Linked DNA regions of Macaca mulatta: region 1 is linked to region 2. Evidence: chromatin contacts called from public Hi-C data. All regions are on one chromosome and are shown on one strand. The core of a region is the stretch at or near the end of the contact, and the rest is flanking DNA. Distances in the headings are between cores, read along the strand shown. Region 1 holds the start of LOC106999240. Region 2 holds the start of UBL7 (ubiquitin like 7).

Region 1 (5,135 bases), core at 330-2,829, 160 kb before region 2:
GCTGTCACATACCAGCTTCATGACCTTAGACAAGGCACTCTAGGCCTTGGTTAGCACGGCTGGAAAACGGAGATAACATTTCCCAGCCTGGCAAAAGAGCTGAGAAGTATGAGAGTTATAAGGTACCGCACACAAAGCAGTAATAAAGAGTATCCTTCCTTTAACACATTCTAGGCAAGTAAAATATTGGAAATAGCAGATATCATCCTCCCAGCCAGGGCTCTAGGGCCTATTTCTCAATTATTTCTGATTCTCTAAAACCTCAGCAAACAGCTTGTTTAAAAAGCAGCTAAAGGCCACAATTATGCTTTGGGAAGCTCTGCTCTGCACAATAAGGAAAATGGTGATGTGAAGGAAACCAAGCCAGGGATGTCAACTTTGAGTACAGGCCTTGTCGGCTTCTCATTTGCTGTTCCTGGCCAGAGAACTGGGCTGACTAGAAGTGCAGCCAGCCAGGTCAGCGGCTGCCCTCCCAGATTCCAGCCACCCCAGCACCCATGGTTATTTTTGGCTGGCACTGCCCTACCACTGCAACCTCAAACCTGCCACCTAGCAAGCCTCCACCACCAACGGGTGAAACGCTTCTTCTTTTCAAGGACATCAAGGAGGGAAGCTGGAAGGCCGCCAACTCCGCCTCTGCTGGGGGCCTGGTTCAGGCAATTTCCACCCCAGCTCCACATCAGGGCACCCACACCCGGAACTAAAGCTAGAGACTCCCAGCAGGACGGAGGAGCAGCCAGGGGATTTGTACTGTCAGCTTGGCCCAGCCCATCCCCCGGGCTGGAGCGGCTCCATCACCACAACAAAACACACAAGGGGGCCTGCGCTATAGTTCGCGTCCCTTCCTGCCGCGCCAGGTCCCAGGGGTCTCAGAGTCCCCTCTCCTGTAACCGCCACCAGTGGCGCCGAGGGGAATCCCGGGGGCAGAGGCAAAGCCGAACTGGGCCAGAATCAAACTCCAGGCCGCCAAGGGAGGAGTCGTCTGTGGACCAAGTCTGAAGCCAGGGGTAGGGGAGGTGTCTGAAGGGTCTCTGGCTATTCCACGTCGGACCCGACCCCATTCCGCGGGCAGGCACAAAGCCTAAACTGGACTCTTGAGCGGCCCCAGAGACCGTTCAGGCTCCGCCTTCAACACCGCGGAATCGAGGTCAGGGTCCGCAGTGACCGCCCTCCGGGGCAGAAGCAGCGGGTCAGGGGTGAGAGGTCGAGGCTGCGGCCCGAGGTGGGCCGAAGAGGAGAAAGAAAGGGAGTAAGCCGAGACCGAATGGCACCAGCGCGCCTGCCCCGCCGACTCACCCCCGGCCGCCGCCACCGCTGTCGCCGCCGCGGGCCCCAGCCCACACTTACCGTCTCCCAGGCTCCGGCTGCAGCTAGGCCCCACTCCCCGCTCCGAGCGCTTCTTCCGCTTCCGGCTGCGACCTCCGCCCGTGGCGGCCCCGCCCCCTCGCGTGACGCAGGCGTCGCGAGCCCCGGCTCGACCCGGCTCGGAGGCCTGGCCGCTCTAGCCCCCGACTCGAAGGCTCCGGGACACCAGCCCTCTCCGCTCCGGTGGGCGCCGCGGCCTCGGAGACTAGTTCCGGGAGGGTCGAGGGGACGGGCCCGGCCCGGCCCGCCTCCCGCCGTGTCGCGGCGCACGTAGGTTCCCCGACCTGACAGGTGCGCGGCCCGGGCCGGCTGGGCTCTCAGAGCCGAGACGTGGGGCCCCGACCCGGCCGCGGGGCTGGGCCCGCTCCGTCGCCCCGACCCCGCGTGGTCCGCCAACTCCCTTCTGCGCGCGGAGAGGACGGGCATTGTTCTCGGGGCCCCGGAGAGCGCGAGAGCGGCCTGAGGTCTGTGCGCTGGGGCTCGGGAAGGCGGACGCGACTCCGCTTGCGCGAAACGAGCGAACGACACATTGTCTTGGTGTGTGCGGGTTTTTCGAAAGCCGTGGTGGGGCTCCCAGCTAGCCAGTGCGTGCTGGGCAGTTGCTGGGAAGACACCCTAGTGCTACTCTGGCGGGGCCTGTCGGCGGGGCCGGGGTCTGGCGGGGAGGAGATCCCCTCTCCTTGAGCCCCCTCCGGTGGAGCAGCTTCCTGCCAGCCTGCGTGGCCTCTCCGTTAAGACTCCCCCTCCAGACAAAACCCCCGCCAGCCGCATCTCCGGGCCACTGGACAGCCCCGTTTGGCAGAGGCCTCGAGCGTGAGGTCACCAAAATCCCTGACACCTACTGTCCCGCGCCAGGTCGGGCAGGATTACGAGGCCCTACTTTGCAGATGAGAAAACTGAGGTGGGGCTCTTTTGAGAGACCTCACTGTGAGCGTGCGCGTCCCTCCCGGTCTGGGAGTGGCGTCCCCGGCCTCGCGAGCGTCGTGCAGCAGAGCGACAGGGCGTGGCGCCTAATTGTCCCCACGCCACGCGAGGGCTAGAAATCCTCAGTCGGGGCGGACCATCCCTCCAGGCACCGCCCCCTCTTCGGGACCGCTCCGCGGGGGCGCCAAGGGTTTCCCCACCACCGTGGGGCTCCCCACCGGCCGGCCAGCCGCTGCCCAGCCCATACCCACTCCCCCGCGGGGCTGGGCCCGCCCCTGACGCGGGACGCTGTCGCAGGGGGGCCCCCCTTCCAAGCTGCGACTGTGCTTCAAGTCCTTCGCCAGCGGCTCTCCCTGAAACGGGGGATCTCACAGCATGATTTGTAGGGGTGTTTAGTATCCCCCAAATCTCTGCCAGCTCCACCACGGCTACCGGAAGTAAACAATAGACGCTAATTCAAAACTAGGTCCCCTTCCAAAAAATTACAAAAATTAGCCGGACTTGGTGGCGCGTGCCTGTAGTTCCAGCCCCTTGCAGCGGACTGAAGCAGGAGGATCGCTTGATCTCAGGGGGTTGAGATTGCAATGAGCTGTGATCACACCACCGCACTCCAGCCTGGGCGACAGAGCGAGACCCTGTCTCAAAAAACAATTAAAAAATCTGCCAGGCACGGTTGTTCACGCCTGTAATCCCAGTACTTTGGGAGGCTGAAGTGGATGGATCACCTGAGGTCAGGAGTTCGAGACCAGCCCGGCCAACATGGCGAAACCCCATTTCTGCTAAAAATACAAAAATTAGCTGGACGTGGTGGCACGCGCCTGTAGTCCCAGCTGCTGGGGAGGCTGAGGTGGGAGAATCACTTGAACCCGGGGGGCAGAGATTGCAGTGAGCCGAGATCAGGCCACTTCACTGCGGCCTGGGCAAAACAGCGAAACTCCATCTCAAAAAAGAAAGTCAGGAGCCGCTTCGGTGTACAGGGGGTGACCCAGATCAGCTGCTGAGGTCCTGCCCCATAAGGTCCTACCTCAAAAGCTGAAGATTTTGAAAAATCCCAGGCTGTCTGAGATGCCATTCCTGCCTGGTCCCCATGGCCTCAGCCACACTAGCCAGGTTCCATCCCAGGGTTTCATCAGCTCAGATGAGGTGGGAGGCCTCTGTGGTGTCTCCTCCTCCCACCACTTAGTGTTGCCTGAGTTTCCATGGCTCCAGGATACCAGCCCTGAGGAATGGATGTTCTCAGAGAAGCTCCTGTCCCCAGCCCTGCCCTGAGCTCCAGGCTCTGATGGGGTAAGTTAGTCACCTTCCTACCAAACTGCCTACCATTAAGAATCCAGGAGTCCCTGCCTCCCAGTCACGAAGCAACTCTCTTTTTCTGAGGTGGAAAAGAAGCTATCTCCCAGCTCTCTCCCTCTCCACACTTTGCAGCCTGGAGGCCATCCTGCCTGGCATTCTACCCTTAGAGTTTCATTCTTTTGTGGCTTTCACAGCTTTCAGACACTTGGAGAAAGATGTGCCCCCAGGTGAGGTTTGGGTAACTCCTCCTCTCCCATCCCCACCCCAGAAGAGGCTTGCTGCACCTCCCCTGCCCCTCAGGCCCAAGCTCCTGTCTCAGTCCTCAGCCTCTGTGGAGGTGAGGACTGCAGCATATCTCAAGGGCACCTGGGGAGGTGCCGCTGCCCTGCATCCTCCCAAACCCCACAGCTCTTCTCACCCCTCTTGGTCTCCCTTTTGCCCCCCACCTCCACTTCCACTGAGCTTAGGGCTCAGCTCACTGCCTGCCAGGCCCAGCTGCTCTGATGCCCTCCTTGTCCTATTGTCCTTACTCTCTCCTCTGTCTGCCTCATCTGACTGTGACTTCTCTGGAGGCAGTTGATTCACCTCTGAGCCTTGGCCCCAGGGTCACCTCCCTGGAAAGCCTTCCTGGGGCTGCCCTGGCCTGCCCCCCTGCTCAGGACAATCTGGCCTGCATGTGCACTCCATTCTGTGGACCATGAGCCCCTCCCAGACCAAGCTGGGCACAGCTCAGGTTCTCACTAAGGGCAGGGGGCTGCCATGGAAAACCCATCACTACTGACTGGCAAGACAGTGCCTAGGCACAGTGGCATTGTGGGAACTGTGCCCAGTACGGGAGGTGGGGGCAGGGCCAGTCTTCATGGTCCATCTTAGAGAAGCCTTGTGTGGCAGTGATATTTTGGAGGGGAGGCAATTTTGGAGGGGCTGCAGGAGCCTGGGCCTGGAGTAAGGGGAGAGGAGAGTCAAGCTGTCCAGTGGGGAGAAGGCCTGGTGGGCGATGGTGCCATCCTGAGTGGAGAAGGCCTGGGAATGTGAGGAGTGGGGAGGTCAGGGTGGGGGTGGTAGAGGTGCCAGGTGTACCCACTGCTTAGGTGAAGACAACGCCTGTGTACTTTCAGAGCCTGGGCAGGGTGCCTCATGCCCAGGGTTGGGAGTCGGGAGGCAGTGGACTTGGGCCCAGACCCTAGAGGTGAGGAGGGTGATGGTGAGGGGTGTAGGGATGGCAACAGTGGCAGAACAGCCCCTGTCTACCCTCTGACCTCCCTCACCAAGCTGGTGGGTGAGAGATCCGTCAGGGCCTCCATCTTACAGCTGAAGCTATGGAAGGCAGAGAGGTACCTGAGCAGTGACTTGACTTAAAGGCTCTGACACCCACATCATAGCTAAACTGTGGGGTCCCCCAAATGCTTCCCTGCCATTTCCAGACTCCCACACTGGAAGGGGGAATGGGGCTCTGGTGCAGACGGTGTTGGGTGGGAATTGCAGCTCCTCACGGGACTCCCTGCCAAACTTGGGCACTGGCTTCCCTTCAGGAGTGCCTGCTGCACCTCCCC
Region 2 (5,483 bases), core at 1,941-4,440:
CACTTTTAAACAACCAGATCTCGTGAGAACTCACTATCATAAGAACAGCAAGGGGGAAGTCTGCCCCATGATCCAATCACCTCCCACCAGGCCCCTCCTCCAACACTGAGGACTACAATTCAACACGAGATGTGGGTGGGGACACAGAGCCAAACCATATCAGGTACCATGAATTTCAACATGAGAAAATACAAGTATATCGTAGAAAATGAGAATCAAGTTTCTTACTGTTGCAGAAGGGAGGTAAAATTATAGAGAAGAGGAAGACTAGAGGAAAATATGTGGTACTGGACCGGAATTTGAGTTACTGGTGTGAACTCTTTATATATATACATTTTATATATACATATATTTCAATATGTGTGTACACATATATGTTCACATATATATAGATCATACATATGTATATATAACATACACATCTATATGCACACATATTTAAATATATTTAATAGAAATATATTCATTTATTTGCTAAGTCTAGTCACTGAGATAGACTGGAAATAATGACATCTCAGTAACAATAAACACACCTAGCAGCCAGACTTGGCTTCTAAATACCATTCATTCTTCACTAAAAGGAACTAAGGCTCTTTGGAGAAATGACTGATATGATAGATGTGAAAATCTATGACATAACTTATGAAAATGGCAGAGAGATAATCAGCCTCTACCCAACTGGAATGGTTGATGAAAGGTGAATGAGATTATAAGTTACATGGTAGTATTGTATTTGTTAATTTCTTGATTTTGCTGGGTTATACTGTGGCTATGGCATAGAATACATCCTTGTTTTCAGGAAATAATGAAATACTTAGGGTAATGTCTGTAATTGGCTCTTAAACGGGTGGAAAAACAAAAGAACAATATGCATAGTGAGAGAGTGAGAGAGAAAGAATAATGAGGTAAATATAAACTATTAACAACTGAGGACTTTGGGTTAAGGGTATGAGGGCATTATTTTGTAATATTTTTGCAACTGTACTGTAAACTTGAAATTATTTCAAAGTAAAAAGTCTCAAGAATATTTGCGCACAAGGGAAATATTCAAGCTAAGTAAAGTATGTAGATTACTAAACAAATGTGCAGTGCAATCTAAATTTTGTTGAATACATATATTTAAAATTCAGTAAAATTATACTTTTAGAAGCATAAAACAAAAGTTAACAATTGTCATCTACTGGTGATAGAACAGCCATGCCCCTCTTAAAGGAAAAAGGCTAGCAGATATCAAGACCTACTCTAAAGTCGTAGAAATCAAGATGTGTGATACTGGCACAATGACAGAAAAATACACCCGTGGCACAGAATAGAGTAAAAAATTGACCCAGACATATATAGTCACCGGATTTATGACAAAGCTGCCACTGAAATTCAGTGGGAAGAAAATTTTTAAATAGTGCTGGATCAACTGTACACCCATATGGAAGAGAAGAATCTTGATGTCTAACTCCTATCATATACAAAGATTAATGTGAAATTAATCATAGACCTAAATGTGAAAGATAAAATAACACAGAAGAAAAACTAGGGTAATATCTTCACAACGAGGGCAGACAAAGATTTCTTATATAGGACACAAAAGGCACTAACCATCAAAACAAAATATCAGGCTGGGCGTGGTGGCTCCCGCCTGTAATCCCTGCACTTTGGGAGGCCAAGGCGGGTGGATCACCTGAGGTCACGAGTTTGAGACCAGCCTGGACAACGTGGTGAAACCCCGTCTCTACTAAAAATACAAAAATGAGCAGGGCGTGGTGGCAGGTGCCTGTAGTCCCAGCTCCCCGGGAGGCTGAGGCATGAGAATCGCTTGAACCCGGGAGGCAGAGGGTGCAGTGAGCCGAGATCAGCCACTACTGCACTCCAACCCAACCTGGGCGACAGAGTAAGATTCCGTCTCAAAAAAATTTTTTTTTAATGAGATTAAATTATACCATTAAGAGTAAAAAAAAAAAAATCATGAACTGAGGAAAGTATTCATAATATATAATTTTGATAAATTATGGAGCTCAGGTGCAAGTAACTTAGGAAAGGAAGGAGTCTAAAGATCTGGTTAGGAAGGATTACTGAAAGAGGGGGTGTATCTAAAAATGGGTAGGATGGGAAAGGGAGACTTTGGGAACACCCTTGGGTTCCTAATACGCCCACAACATACATGAAGATAAACTCCCTGAAGACAGTGAAAGCCATTTCAAAAACCCCCCACATAACTTATGAGAACAGAGGGGTGATCCGCCTTTAATGTTAGGCCTTCTCAGACCCTGCGATCTGTTTGCTCTCAGTAACATTACCCTGCTCAATTGCTGCCCTAATCCCAGGCCGTACATTGGAATGTGGGAATTCAGCGTTTACATTTGCCCACACAGGATCAGCCTTCAGTTGCTACAATCAACTTCAGTATTTTCATATAATCACTTCTTTCTTTCCTTAGTTCTTGAATTATAAATTCCTTGAGAAGAGTCCAATCAGAGGTAGTCTTTCTTCAGTATTTTTGGCAATCCTAATTTCTGTGCAAAAAAAGTTCTGTTCAATTTTAACCGTGCAGAACTTTCTCAGTTACCTAAAACACAGTTTCTCTATGAGCGTTCAGCGAAAATTCCCCTCCCCAAACTGATTCTATGAATGACTGTTAGATAAGCTTCACCACTGCATGTAGAGAGTGTACCAGGAACCCAAGTTAGTAGCTCTCCTCAAGGACCCAACTTTTGGAGGGCGTCATCGTCCGGTTCCCGGTATGCCTCCCCAGGTAGGCCCGCCGCAGGAAGTCAGCGGCGAGGAGCACAGAAGAGGCTGCCAGCACCAGCGGACAGCAGTTTTCATCGTGAGGGCCGTGGGAAACCCCTGGGATGTGTCTTAAGGGGCCTCTTGGGAACAGGTCCTTCTGGAGGGAAGGGTCGGAGTGGGAGGGGATTCAGGATCCGCCTTACGGCCGAGTGTCCAGCAGCGCGTTCCAACCTGGCAGAACCGACGTACTTCATAAGCTCCTCAGGGGAGCGCGAGAATCACCAGGCTGAAGAATGACTGGAAATGCGACCCTCTCCAACGAAAGCACCAAGTAGCCCGGGCGCCGGACATTTCAAAGAGCGCGGAAGCCACGCCCTCCCCTAGAACCGGAAGCTTTGCAACTAGGCTGTTTATAAGGAGGCGGGTTCCACAGCGGGAACTACAACTCCCAGAATGCAGCGCGGAATTTCCGGTTTCCGGCTAGAGGGCCAGAGTGAGTGTTTACACCGGCGGCAGTGCGGCCGGGTTCCTTCCGCGGGACGGGTGAGGGCGCTGGGTCCCTGGGCATCGCGGGCTCGATGTGTGTCAGCTAATTAGCTGGTCCCACTGGAGCGGTGAGGTCGCCACTGGATAGTGCCCCTGTCCCATTACTAGCGATCTGTGACCTTGGGCCAGTGACTTTACGGAGTCTTGGTTCCCTCATCCTTAAAATGTGGCTAATGCCTGCCGCAGGGAACCGTTGTGAGGATTAAGTGAGACATGGTATATAAAACGACCTCCTTCTGGCATAAACTTGAGGTGGAAGGTACCTTCAGGATGCTTTAAGGTCTGCTAGGCAGCTTCACAGCCTTTTCTCTCCTCTTCCCTACCAGAGGTCTCTTTGGAAGCAATAATGATGACTATAACAAGAACTTATCTTGCTTTGCAAGATTCTTCCGCCGTAAGAGTTTCTGATTTATTTTCTGGGGTCCATATATGTCAGGTATGAGGACAAGGATGAGGAAAACTTTAGTCTTTTGTTTCCAAGGGCCTTCAAGAATTGGGGTGGAGGAGGGAGCAGGCAGATATTTGTAGCCCTTTTGTTCTGAGGGGATGTGGGAACAACAGAGGAAAGAGAGGGGACTGAGGTTGTTGAATCTGTGTTGGTTTCGGTAGGAGTTTGCTAAGAGGCCAAAAAGGGAAGAGAAATTACTTGCAGAGTTAGATGAGCAGAGGTGTAAAATAGGGGAGAGCTTTGTTATGAGTGTGTACTTACATGTTGTGGAGGCCCCTGGCAGGGTAGGGCTCTGTTGGGGAAGGAGCCTGGTAGGGAGTTTTGTAAGCCAGGCGATGAAGTTTATACTTAATTTATATAGATGGTTTGGAGGCATTGGAAGATGTCTTTGTTGGGGGGAGGGGGAGGGAAGGCGGGGACGGAGTCTCTGTCGCCCAAGCTGGAGGGCAGTGGCGCTATCTCGATTCACTGCAACCTGGACTTACTGCAACCTGGACTCACTGCAACCTCCGCCTCCCGGATGCAAGCAGTTCGCCTGCCTCAGCCTCCCAAGTAGCTGAGATTGATTACAAGCGCCTGCCACCACGCCTGGCTAATTTTTTTCTATTATAGTAGAGACGTAGTTTAACCATGTTGGCCAGGCTGGTTTCGAACACCTGATCTTAAGTGATCCGTCCGCCTCGGCCTCCCAAAGTGCTAGGATTACACGTGTGAGCCACCGCCCCTGGCTTGCTTTTTTTTATTTTTATTTATTTATTTTTTGCGACAGAGTCTCATGTCACCCAGGCTGGAGTACAGTGAAGTGAGATCTTGGCTCACTGCAACCTCAGCCTTCCAAGTAGCTGGGACTACAGGTGTGCACTACTAATGCCCGGCTAATTTTTGTATTTTTAGTAGAGATGAGTTTCACCATGTTGGCCAGGCTCGTCTCAAACGCCTGAGCTCAGGCAATCCGCCTGTCTAGACCTCCCAAAGTGCTAGGATTACAGGCATGAGTCACTGCGCCCAGCCCAACATTGGAAGAGTTCTAAGCAAAGAAGTGACTTGATCAGATCTGTGTTTTAGAATGATAGGTTGTTAGGTGGCAGCACAGATATTTGATAGGGAGAGGCAAGAGTTAGGGAACTTGTTATAAAGCTGTTCTACTGGTTCAAGCAAGAGTTGAAGAAAATTGGGAAAAGGAGCATACAGAAGGGAGAGGGTTAGATGATCTCTTTCATAACATTCCTATTAGGTTGGATGGCGTTTTTATGTCCACATTAGGGATGAAGAAACTGAGGCCTAGAGAGCTGTCCATCACAGTATGAGTAGAGAGAGAACCCCAGATTCTAGTTCTGGCCTCCTGATGGTGCACCCTGTGCTTCTTCAACAGTGTCACATTGAATTGTCTTTTATTCAACCCTTTGGTGGGTGGGGGTGGAGTAGGGTGGTGGTCTGTCTTTTAACCACTGAGGCTTTGTTCTTTTACAGGGAGAAAGAGAGAGCGCGAAAGAGAGAGGATGTCTCTCTCAGACTGGCACTTGGCGGTGAAGCTGGCTGACCAGCCACTTGCTCCAAAGTCTATTCTTCGGTTGCCAGAGACAGAACTGGGAGAATACTCGCTTGGGGGCTATAGTATTTCATTTCTGAAGCAGCTTATTGCTGGCAAACTCCAGGAGTCTGTTCCAGACCCTGAGCTGATTGGTGAGTCTCTCTGGAATGGGGTTGGGCTGCTGCTCTGATCTCTTTTAGGGGAGGATACTTCTGAAATTACAAGAGTAAAGTA

What was found. Hi-C and Micro-C count contacts between places; a contact is called where the count stands out from the background.
Region 1: a Hi-C map of fetal cortex germinal zone shows a contact between it and region 2, with 3 times the contacts expected there. The contact joins the promoter of LOC106999240 here to the promoter of UBL7 in region 2. A contact is called at or near these places in 5 of 14 Hi-C or Micro-C datasets (blood, fetal cortex germinal zone, fibroblasts and 1 more).

What each region holds. Positions count from the first base shown.
Region 1 is chr7:52,549,256-52,554,390 of T2T-MMU8v2.0, reverse strand. LOC106999240 reads left to right here and starts at 1,579. Exons shown (of 7, transcript XR_013395771.1): 1 at 1,579-3,576; 2 at 3,715-3,809. The region is part of intron 1 of CLK3 (CDC like kinase 3); the gene reads right to left.
Region 2 is chr7:52,393,148-52,398,630 of T2T-MMU8v2.0, reverse strand. UBL7 (ubiquitin like 7) reads left to right here and starts at 3,190. Exons shown (of 11, transcript XM_015142714.3): 1 at 3,190-3,217; 2 at 5,189-5,401. The coding sequence starts at 5,218.